Linked DNA regions of Oryzias latipes: region 2 is linked to region 1. Evidence: chromatin contacts called from public Hi-C data. All regions are on one chromosome and are shown on one strand. The core of a region is the stretch at or near the end of the contact, and the rest is flanking DNA. Distances in the headings are between cores, read along the strand shown.

Evidence for each region. A called contact is a pair of places that touch in the nucleus more often than the background predicts.
Region 2: a contact with region 1 is called in a Hi-C map of embryo, with 3 times the contacts expected there. The contact joins two enhancer-like sites. A contact is called at or near these places in 5 of 5 Hi-C or Micro-C datasets (embryo, fibroblasts and gastrula embryo).

The regions. Positions count from the first base shown.
Region 1 is chr10:3,886,607-3,892,706 of ASM223467v1, forward strand. No RefSeq gene overlaps it. Among protein-coding and RNA genes, the nearest start is that of LOC105353708, 10 kb to the right of the region's middle. Within about 2 kb of position 2,370, at least 3 of the 8 cell types and tissues checked have an H3K27ac peak or open chromatin away from gene starts, as enhancers often do. A contact at or near this core is called in embryo, where this site is marked.
Region 2 is chr10:3,928,330-3,934,429 of ASM223467v1, forward strand. No RefSeq gene overlaps it. Among protein-coding and RNA genes, the nearest start is that of LOC110014743, 30 kb to the left of the region's middle. Within about 2 kb of position 3,837, at least 4 of the 8 cell types and tissues checked have an H3K27ac peak or open chromatin away from gene starts, as enhancers often do. A contact at or near this core is called in embryo, where this site is marked.

The sequences.
Region 1 (6,100 bases), core at 1,120-3,619:
ATAAATTGCTTCAAAAATCTTTCCTAATGTAATATAATTTTGCAGGTGTTTTTTAACTTTTTATACTTGATGAAATTTTGCTATGAAAATTCCTGAAACAGTGTTATGTCTATTTTACTGATATAGTATTATGTTTTAATCATATGAATGACTTTTATAAGTAACATAATCTGCATATATTTTAGATAACTGATCTGCATTTGCTATGTTTATTTCTGAAATAGTTATTTTTGCACAATAATTAAGTAATTCATCTTTGTCATGTGCTTTATTGTTACGTTATGATTCTTAATTCTGTCTGATAAAAGCTAGGAACCGGATATTGATAAATCATGTAATAAAATGGTTATAGTATAACGGGGTGGGATTATATAAGTTCGCGTCCTTCCACTCCTTTTCAAGCAATATTTATTAATATGTCTAATTATCCTAAGTTTGATTAGTTACTGTATGAATGTATAACTGATGATTATATTGCTTTTGTGTATTATTTCTACTTAATTGCTTGAAATGAACCATTTCAAATCAAAAATCAAAAAACTACACATTAGGACTTAGACACTGTCCATATATCCTAACCTGAAAGAATCAAATGTAAAAGGATTTATGCTAGAATAACAACAAATATATGTTTTCTATGCAACTGGAATTGTCACTTTAAAAAGTTAGAATAAGTAAATATATTTAACAGTAAGGAGTTGGTAAAATTTATTTTTCATTACATTTAGTTACTTGTATACTTCATATCTGGCCCATTGAGGACATGTCAGGATGACTGCGTGGATACAAACGCAGGACAACAGCAGGTTATAGTCGAATAACTGTTTTAATTGTGGAAGAACTGGAACTCCTAACACTCGTGAGTAAATCATACAGAACAATCCAGTGACAAAGACAGGGGAGACACTGGTTATATACAAAAAACAGTGATTAACAATAGGTGACATCAGGGAGGGCAGGTGAAACCAATGAGGAAGATGGGAGAATGTAAAGACAGCGGAAAGGTAAAAGGGCACGAGAACCGGAAACAACAAAATAATAGCATAACAAACCCCGGAGAGGGAAAACAAAAGCCTAACAGAAACCGCCCTGACCCCAGTACCTGACAGGACAGCCGCTATGCTTTAAATGTGTAGCTTGCAGCTTCTGATCGCAGCAGCAAAGTTTCCATAACTCACTTACTAGTTTTAACTCTGATAACAGAGCTTGGTGCTGATTTCTTGGCTCTTTATTTGTCTTTTACTCCACAAACTAAAAAGAGGGATTTTGTAAGTCAAAGACCTTCATCCAGAGTCTTTATCAGTGTTTGAAGGTGTCTGCTGGACATTTGGATCCACAACTGCATTGAGTGTAGCGGCTGGATTCTTTCAATAACCCCACCATCCTCTAACTGCAGAAAATCCTTCTCTTGGATCAAAGAACATCAGGAATTTAGATCAGTGACTAGAACCTCATTGATTCTAATCAATCCGTTCAATACAAATGAACTGCTCAGAAATGATTCTAAACAAAATGTTTTATTTTAATGAAAAAGCTTTAGATAATATCTCGTGAGGCTATTTTTGAGTGAGAAAGCCTGCGCAGCCGCAGCCGCAGTCACAGCCGCAGCATCCGCAGCAGCGGGTGAAACACACGTTCGTTTATGGAGCAGCAGATACTCTAAGTTAGTGTTTTTACAGTGAATGTTCAGGCTCAGACTGCAGGAGTCGTGTGTGCGACAGTAATTAATGCTGAAGTTTGTGTTTGCCAGTTTAAAGGAGGAAAAGCCGGAGCCAGACTCACAACCAAGGAAATGTTGGCTGCTGCTCCGCCAGACAAAATGTCTTCCCTCGCTCGTCGCAGTAAATCCAGAAAAGAAAGCTCAAAACAAAACAGCGGAGAGGATAACCATTGATCCTATGTAAGCCGTGCTCAATCACACTTAAACGGGCCGGCTCTTCCTACCAGAGGAACCAGAACAAACCTTTAAGTCCACAGCTAATGCTCACTTTAGTCAGCCTCCTCCTCGTTTTCTCCTCTCCTGACGGCCGACCAGCCCTCACTGGGGGGGCTCCCAGGACCTGCGGAGGCCCTTTGGCACAGTCGGCCTTTGCGTTCCATTTTGTTGGGGCTATTGTGCCCCCCACCCCTGTCCGGTTCTTCTTTGTGGCTCACAGAACCCTCAAAAGTGCCACTGCCCCACCTCTTGATCCTCGGTGCCGGGACCACCAGGCTGCATACAGCGCTGGAAGATGACATTTCCTCACCCCCCCACAATGACCCCTAATCCAATCAGCGAGGTCTGACTTTTTCTAATATACTGGCCGTCTCACACTCTGACTTGATCCCTGCAGCTGTGCCGGACCGCTCATTGGCAGGATTAGGGCCTCTGCGTTCCTCTGATCATGTATTTCAATATGAATGGCTCCAATAAGGGGGTGGATTACGGCTTAGTTACTTTAGAAATCCAAGGCCCCCTTTGATGCCCCCGGGTTTGAGCGGCAGTGGAGAAACCCGCCTGGTCTGCGTGGCGTGGCAGCGGCGCCACCTGGCAGTCAAATGTTTGCTCATATGCGCTCATTAAACAGTGGCGCTGGCAGCACGGTTCCACGCAGGCCCGATGGCGAGCTCGGCCGCGGACAGATGGCGGCAGCGCCAGCGTGCCAGGTGGGGTTCGTCACTGCCACTCTTGAGACGCCTCGTGGCTGAAGGATGGGGGTGGGGGGGGTGGGGGGCTTGTTGGCATGCTAGAGCAGAGCAAACAAAGAGCGAGTCCAGTTACCTTCACTCCCCCTTGCCTGCAGCTGAGCTCAGAATAAGACATCCATGCTCGGTGCCCGTAAACAATCAGAGTCTAAACATTAGCAGCTCAGACGGGGGCCTTCAGGTGGGCGGCCGCATCAGAGCCCCTTGGGGGGGTTTCATTAGTTGGTAAGGGCCATGTCTTCTTGTGGACACCCCCCATCCCGACCTCTTTTGTGTGTGAAGTGGTGGAGGTGATTAATATTTGTTTTTCTCCTCTGTGGGAGAGGAAGACCCAGCTGACCCCATCTGAACCCCCCACCCCAGGTCCACTGAGCCTCTCCTTCATTCGCCTGCTCCTGCCTCAGGGGCGGCTCCCCCCCCACACTGACCCTCACCCTGCAAGAACTGGGCATTTCTTTAGAGATAAAAACAACCTTTTGGAGGAAAAGAAACATGAAGATGAAGTCAGTTCTCTGGAGCGGCGGGGGCCAGGCCCTGCGGTTTGAGGGTTTTGTGGACGGCGTGTCTGAGTGGCTCGCAGGGTCTGCTGAGGACTGGATGGTGCTGACAGAAATACTGCTGCCCGTGTGATGGAGGTGACAGGTGCAGTCAGGGCAGCATAGGAGGACAGACGCTGCAGCGTTGGATTTCGGCGGTTGTAAAAACACAGCTGCTTGCTGCTCTCCGTCTACAGATCTGCAGCTCCTTGTTGCCTTGTTGGCTTGGATGCTGAACTCGCAAACACAGACTTATGGGTCTTAGCTCTTTAGAAGAGCCTCAGTGGGGAAAACGCACAGATCCGTATTAACGAGCAACACTGCTGGATAAAAGCTCTTAGCAACTGGCTGAAAACACTGCCTCGGAGTAACTGATAGTAATGGGAAACTGCTCTGGCATTTAACACGCACACCAACAATGAAACTGCAGCAGAGCAGCCATGAACATGCAGTTCAGGAAGGAATCACACAATTATGAAGCAAATCAAGAAATGGGAGCTTTGACCGGATCAGACGGAACTGAATGAAATCCTTTTTTATATTTGATAAATCACAAGAGCATAAAAAACAGATTGAGCAAAGATTCTGGATAAATAAAATGACAAAAAAGAGAGGTATTTCATTTTAATTCTATTTTGTAATTATTTTCATCATTGGGAGCCAAATTCCTGTTATATCTGTCCTCATAAAATTAATCTGATATTGTTTTATTATATCCTAATGTATAGATTTGCAAATTAATACCCCTTTTTTTAAACATTCCAATAACACAAAATAAAAATATCTTGGTTTAGAAACCACATTATGATCAGCTTAAGCTTAAGCAAAATTATTTTACTAATTTATTTCTGATTAACAGAAATATTTCAAATGGGCAAAAACTAAATTATATCTGGAGTTTAGTTTATCTGTGTATCTGTGTGTGTGCTCTGTGTAATTTTGTGTTTTTCATGGATCTTTTAGTCCAATTAAATTAAAAAACAAACATAAATGCAACAGTATTTCAATCTTTTTAAATGGATATTTTATTAAATGGTTAATTTTATTTTTTCATATTCTTGTAAAGAAAATTAAAAAATGTGTTTAGATTTTAAATAAATGAAATTAAATAAGTCATCTAAAAAAATGTGTCACAGATTTTTTGTTTTCCTGTAAAAATACATAAGTAAAGAAAAAAGATATAAGACCCTGAAAAGACTTTAGAACTTTGTTTTTTTCTGTTTTCATTTGAAATGTTGCTTTTGCTCAAAAATAAATTTAAGAATGAAGTTTAAAACTGTAAAAATAAAAGAAAGTAAAAATACAGAGCCCCTTGAGGGACGTTTCTCGTGAGCAACCAGTGATATAGATATATATAAATGTATTTATTTATATATATATATATATATATATATATATATATATATATATATATATATATATATATATATATATATATATATATTGTATTAAATTTGTTTACTCATAAACAAGCAGCACAATAAAATCACATTTTTACAGTAATTTACATTAAACACATAAATCCAGCTGGATGTATGTTTATGCCAAAAAAAGTCCTGCCTGCAGAAAACACAACTCTGGCGGAAATTTGATGAAGCTAAAAACTTTGTTTAGTCAAAGTTCTCTTTCCAGTAATGTGACAAAAAAGACTAACATTTATAAATAAATGCTTAAAACGTTGTTTAAAAAACATTTTAATCAAACTGTGATGTGCAAATGAGGCTGAGGAGCAGCTTCATCATTCACCTCAAATTCATGAAGAGGACGAATCCTATTTTTTTGTGTGCACATTTTTTCCTTTCCCAGGCTGATTCCTTTTTCTCCATGATTTATTTATGGATATGTCTTCTAAAAACCTGGGATTGGAAATATTTTTTCTTCAGTGAAATCAGAACATTAAATGTTATCAACACCCTGACAGTTTAACGGTGGATTGATGCAGTACATGAATGCCACTGTTGCCGAAGCATTTATCATTAAATCATGTTGCTCCACAGAATTTAAAGTAAAAGATTTTATAACGTTATTGTTTCAGGATGCAATTTACTTTGAAATAAACCCCATTTTTAGGTTTTTACTTGTTAGGCATTAACCGCACCCTTATGTGAACATCAAGCGGCTGCTGATGGACTTCCGGTGGGAGAAAGGTGAGGAAAAACGGTTAGTTGCAGAAGGAGGGGGAAATGGAGAAAGTAAAAAAGAGCAGCTTTTCTACCAGAACATGTGAACAAGCTGGTCTGTCTCACTGACTGACTGAGAAAGAAAAAAGAAACAAGTGTTTGGTTATCATAACGACTGTGTTCGTAAGAATTTCAATTTTGATGTGCCAACTGAAAGCACTTTAATTAACATGTCTGTTTTATTTTAGATGAAAAGTTTGTGCCACAATGTCAGAAATGTACAGGAAAATACCTAAAAATGAGGCTTTTCAAATCAATTATAAGGTTACATCAGAAATAGATTAAGTACAGGTCATGATTAATTATTACTCTACTTACAAAATATTCACATGACATCACTAGTTAAGCTTCTTTTTATCAGAGGATGCTCTAATGGCCTCTGATAAAAGCCTTTCTGATTCCAAAGGGATATTTACAACATGCAGTGGATGCAGTTTATGTTTTTTACAGACAGAAACTCAGCTATGAACGCTTTTTTTTCTTTTTTGCATTATTCCATATATAAAAACACGGCGTAAAAATCTTTATAGATCTAGATATGCTTGTGTTGGATCTGTTGTAACCAACAGGGTTTACATCTAACTCTATATGCACTGACTCTATGCTGTTGGGAATAAATCAAATTCACATCAACACATAATATTTTATTCTGAATTTTAACAATACTATAATATAATAATTGATTAGGAGAATAATACT
Region 2 (6,100 bases), core at 2,587-5,086, 43 kb after region 1:
CGGTGGCTGAATGAGAAGACGCTCTGTTCATGGTTCGGCGCAGACAAGGTTTCAGCTCTGTTTGGTGAAAAAGTCAAAAACTTTTAGATAACTGTGTTTTCATGAGCCTTTATTCTGAAAGTTGGGGCTAAAATGACTTGCAACACATTTAAATACTAATTTAAAGACACAAAATATTTTTTACTAGTTTTTTTCTGATGATGTTGCTAAAATGGTTTCAAATATTTGGAAAGTCTTGCTTTTCAAACACATTTAAATTCACAAAGACAGAAATATGTTCCTTAAACTCTGCAAAGAATTTCAGAGCAAAGTCAGACTTCCCTTTTTCAGTTAAAACATATTTTAATTTGTTTCTTTTATTGTTATTTTGGATCAATGTTTACTTGTAAATACTTGAAAAGAAAGTGCAATAAAGAAAGATTATTTCAATTAACAACATGTTTTTATTTTTTATTTTATTTGAAATGCTTTATTTCAAGCAATCCAAGTCATAAAAATGCACAAAACAATACAATTAGCAGTTATACATTCATACAAAGACGTATCAAACTTATTAAATCAAAGATTGTGGAAATAAGGGAACTTAAATAATCCTACGCCTGTTCTACCATACCATTTTTCTTACATGATTTATACTTATCCGGTTCATAACATTTATCAGACAGAATTGAGAAGTATCAATAAATCACATGAAAAAGATGAATTACTTAATAATTTTGTGTAAATAAACGTAACTCTATTCAAGAAATCACCATAACAAATGCAGATCAGTTATCTAAAGTATATGCAGATTATAGTCATTAGAAAAATCACGACTATGTTTAAAAATAACTCTATATTAGGAAAAAATAGACATAACACTGTTTCAGAAATTTTCATAGCATTTGCAGATCAAGTATCAAAAGATAAAAATATGTGCAATTATTTTTTTTAACAGAAAATATTATAAATCGATTTTTGGGGCAAGTGACATATTAGAGATCAATCACTTTAACCGTCTTCAATAATTGACGAAGCAATTTTATTATTACAATTATACGGTAAAAGGTCGGTTCTTCATTTTAACAGAGAAGTTGACTTCAGGTCTGTCAGAAATCTCTCCAGGCTACATAGGACAAAGCTCAGCTGTAAATATCTGCTCCAACAAAACGTTGCCTTTAATGGTAGGTTGATTTTTCTTTGTGGATTTTTTAAAGTTACTTTTGTAAACCTGTTAACTCTGGAGCTGTTTCTCACAGCAACTCTCTGCTGAACTAACAAACCCAGGTGACAGGAATCTCCCTTCTCCTGCTGTGTCTGTCGTGTCTTCATGAATGTCTGGATGAAAACTCCAGGGCTGCAGCTGCTCCGGCTGTGAAGCAGACTTTTTATGGTTTCTGTGCCACAAAAAAAGAGTCATTTTTCCCTCCATTTGACCCAGAAAGCAAGTTTGCAGCAGGACTGGAGGTCAGGGAAACTTCCCCATCAATCCTCATGAAGTCATCTGCAGTGTTTTCTGTAAATGCAAAATCTTTGTCTCCAATTTTGACTCAGATTAAACCAAAGTTAACAGGAAACATGGGTGAAAGGGGCTGACTGAGAAAGCAACTGAAAAACATATTTCAGCTCAATAATTTATGATATCACAGTACTGACAGGGTCTCTCTATATATGGGATTAGAATTACATTGTTAACCAGTCTGTTTCAAAGGGGACATGCCTCAGGAAAGGTAAAGCCCTGGTGGACTTAGGTCAGCCTCTTCTGGTCAACCTGATGGTTTACATTTTTTTTCAAACTTTGTCAACCAATCCCTCAATTTCTTGACCTTACAAATGTCTTCATTACTTCATTTTCAGTTCAAACCAGAATTAAAAAATAGCTGATTTTATTCCCTTCCATCTGGCTGCTCAGTCTTGTGTGTAAAAAAAAAAGTCTGGTTTATACCTGCACAAAAAATCCTGCATAATACTTGTAAAGTAATTGTTTGTTTGAGGTAAAAAATCGCACACTCTCAGCATAATTTCTATACTTTGAAACAAAACAAGTATCCCTCAGCATGAAACCCACATTTATGAAAGTCTTAAGATCTAAATCGTTGTGAAAGTAAAGATTTCTCCACATTTTTGGGGAATTTAAAATCCGGTCAATTTTGCTGGGTTTCTTTGTGTACTTGTCGCTCTCTGCTGGTCAGACACTGTAACTGCAGGACAGGCCTTCAGGAGTCTGATGAGAAGGAGGCTGCTGATGTCCACAGGTGGTGCTGAATCCAGAATCTTCTTGTCGTGGTTTCTGTACCCCCCTCACGGTCTGCCTCTTTCACCGCTGAGTGCAGAGCGGCAGAACGTGGAGACGTGAGCCTCAGAGTCTGCAGACGGACCTGGAGTCTGCCAAGGCCTGTTGAAGGACGGGATTTCTGCCTCTGACTCAGTCCGGCACCACATTCAAAGCCGGGTAGGGCGCAGGGCCCCCCAGGCAAAGCTCACTGTCCACAAATTGATCCAGCCCCTTCAGTTGTGTTTATTTTAGGGAGTCTGTTAGACCCCGGGGGTGTTTGTTGAGGAAAAGTCAGAAATGCCAAATATCTTTTCTTTTTCAGTCTTCATCCTCCTCCTTTCTTCTTTTCTCACAGCAGCTCAGGCTGGTGAGCCAGAAATCCTCAGTAAACATCCCGACCCGGCAGCTTTGTAGCTCTGAGCCGCCCTCCTTCTCAGATACCCCCCCCCCCCCCCCCAACACACACACACAATGCTGGGAACTTTAGTTTCTCTGACCTGAAATGAATTTACAGACAGAAAATGTGGAAGAACCTTCATCGTAGAGGCTTCATCGAACGGTAAGATGATTATTATTTTCCGGCTGTGGGGTTTAAAATCCCCCCCCCCCCCCACCATCCCACCACAGAGCAGGTGTTTTGGGTCTGGTTTCAACATTTATAGGACGTCAGCTGCACAGCCATATGGTTATGATGTGGGCCAGAAGAAATAAATAAATTTTGTCCTGATCAGATCTTTGGCGTAATCCCAGAATTGTGAGGACAATCTGAGGAGGAAGAAGAGGAGGAGGAACTCTGATGAAGAGCAGAGGAAGACTCACTTGAATACCCAAAAACACTGAAAATGATCCTTCCATATTAATGGCCGTTTGTGTTTTTGCTAAACGTAAAACGCTCCTTAACTACAAACATGGAGGTGAAGGTGGGTTGCAGGAGGAGAGAGGAGAGAAAACCCTGATTCTGTCAGAGGTCCTTCTCTCTTTGAATGGATGCTGCAGGCCTGTCCAGGCTGCGGGGGCGTTGGGTGTGTGTACCCTCATCCTCTCTGCTGTGACGCTGCACAAACCTGATGTTTACCCACCCTTGTCCCAGTGTGGGTGTGAAGCTCTACTCTGCTCCGTGGACACCCCCTCATCCGTCTTCCTGCGTGAACTCTGCAGGAGGAGCACAAAGCCCGGCTGCTTATTTCTCAACGATTAGCTGTACATCAGCATCCGCAGCTCAGATCCAGCAGTTTCACATCCAGCATTAAACAGGATGAATATTGATCTGCTAAAGAGGATTTATTTATTTCATGCTCTATCCAAAGATCAACTGGTACCAGCTTTGGACGGATCTGCGAAGGTCTTACTGAGTAAAGCTACTGCATACACGACTTTGGACTTGGCATTTTAGGGATGGAAGGAGACCAAACAGTAAATTCACTGCAATAATCCCAGATAAACGGGATGATCACTGCCAGAGCTTAGACAGTTAAGTGGCTTCGCTTAAGTCCAGGAACGACGAAAACATGAGTGCAAGGGATCCTGTGAGGAAGAGCTCCTCCACTCCTCCTCCCCCTCCTCCTCCTTATGGATGTGTTTGCACCTCCTGAGGTGTCACCTTCAGAGGCCTCCTACTGCTCTGCTGCAGGTTTCGTCCCTCTAAACAGACGCCTCTGCAGAAACCATCAAAACTCTGCATTTTGAAAGAATTGCGAAACAGGAATTTATCCTAAAAGTCCAAACGCTCGTGCAGCATCCAGACGCCGCTGCCCGGATCGTCCTGCTGCTTGGTTTCGACTCCCGCGCCGTCCGGCGCGCCGGGTGGAGCGGAGATAAGGGGAAAAGTGGCCATCTGGACCGGCGGGGCGCGGGGTCACGTGGAGGAGTGACAGACAGACGAGCGCAGCTGCTGCGCGTCTGCGGCGGATCCACAGCGGGGCGGGGGTGAGGGGGGCTCAGAACGGGGGTGGGGGGCAGCAGCTAGTTTCATCAGATTTTGCATCGTCACCCCAGTGATTGTCACCTCTTTTCAGCTATTTCTTTTACTAAAACACACATAAGGCCTACATGCTTGTGTTTTCTGGCTGTGACACACTGAGACACACACGGCAGGTTTCCACGCGCGGCGTGCTCCTTCTGCCAGCAGGAGGCGCATCAGACCCGCTCTGCTGCTGCGTCCGGACCGAGGACCAGCCGACACACCGGAAAACACTCAAGACAATGTTATAGGAAGATCTTATTGAGAAAATTAAAAGAGCAAATTTCTTTAGGATAATTTACTTCATATCAATGAAAACGTGTTTAATAAAATTATTCACATATTTAAATGTTCTGCTGCTGATTAACATTTTGTTTCAATTCATTCTGTCTAGTTTACTTTCCCTTTGTTGAATACAATTTAATCAATTTCTATTTATATTCTTATATTATTACAGAGCCTATATTTCATTAGAATACTAAAATACGTTTGTACTGTTACTGTTAGTATTCGATATATATTTATATATATATATCACACATGTATATATATATGTACATATAAAATTCATTTATTTATTGTAATGTCTAGTAATTGAAATAAATTTTTTATTGTTGCGTATTTCAATATTTATGTAAACTATTCTCGTGCGCTAAATTGTAATTATTGAATATTTCCCGCCGTGGATCACATTAACTGACGGAAACATTTGTCTGACTGAACCGTCTGTTTTTAATTCTGGTCTTCTTTGTTTCTTCATACATTGTGTTGAGCCAGAAGTCCAAAAGAATCTCAGGTGAAGTTCGGAGTTCCTTCAGAACTGGGTCATGAAGTCTCGTGCGGGCCGCTGTCGGATTTTCCTGCCGCGCGCTTCAAACTACCCCTGGCTACTCCGCGCATCATCAGGGCCTCTCGTGAGTGAGAGCAAAGAGGAACGTATGCGCGCGCACGTTTGTGTCCCACATCTGATGTCGCTCACGCACCTCAGTAAACTTGTTTGATGCTATTTCTTCTATAATCAAAACAATATTTGGACTGAAAGAATCTGAAATATTTCAATAAAATGTAAATCATAAATGTGTTGCATCTTTCCCCTCAGTGCCTTGAAAGCGTTAAAGTTCAATCGAAAATGATTAAATTTTTCTCTGAAAGCCTTTGAGAAAAATTGGGATGATTTTTTTGAAGAAAGAGAGTGAAAAACGCAGCGAACTCGCTAGACTTTTCCTCCCGTCATTCCCAGAGATGATGAACTTCCAGCAGCTTCCTGCAGGAAACAAAAGAGCAGCCACGCCTCAGACAGACAGAGGTGCTTGACCCCCGAGCGCGCGCAGCGCCCCCGCTCCATTACCACCTAATCGGCCTAATCAGTTTTGGCCCAGATTAGATTTGGAATCTATTGCCAGGAAAGCGCAGCAGCACATTAAATCACTGACTTCATTAGACCAAGCTGAGTCATGTTGCTCACGTGCGCTCTCTGCACGCGGGGGTTTAGTTTAAAATGCACAGATTTTAATTGAAGGGCGCAAATTATCGATGAAGAAAACGCAGAATCTGGCGCGTGAGAAGACGCTCTGGTGAAAACCATCTCTACAGTGACAGGGACGTCAGCCTGTTGCATTTTTTATGAGAAAGATCTGAGGCGGAATGAAAGCCAGACGCCCCTGCAGAAGAAGGCATGAATGATGGCACTCTCAGGCAAACTAAAGGGGGCAGAAACTGATGCAGCTGATCACCAACTTTACAGATGACTCATGCTTTCCAGTTAAATGACATGTGAGCTTCAGGAGCAGAACATTCTGGTTCTGGTCAGACTTCAGGGTTTGTCTGAGTGACTGTGGAGTTTAGGAAAATAACAAGCTGAGCTTTGTGTGGAGAAACGAAGGACC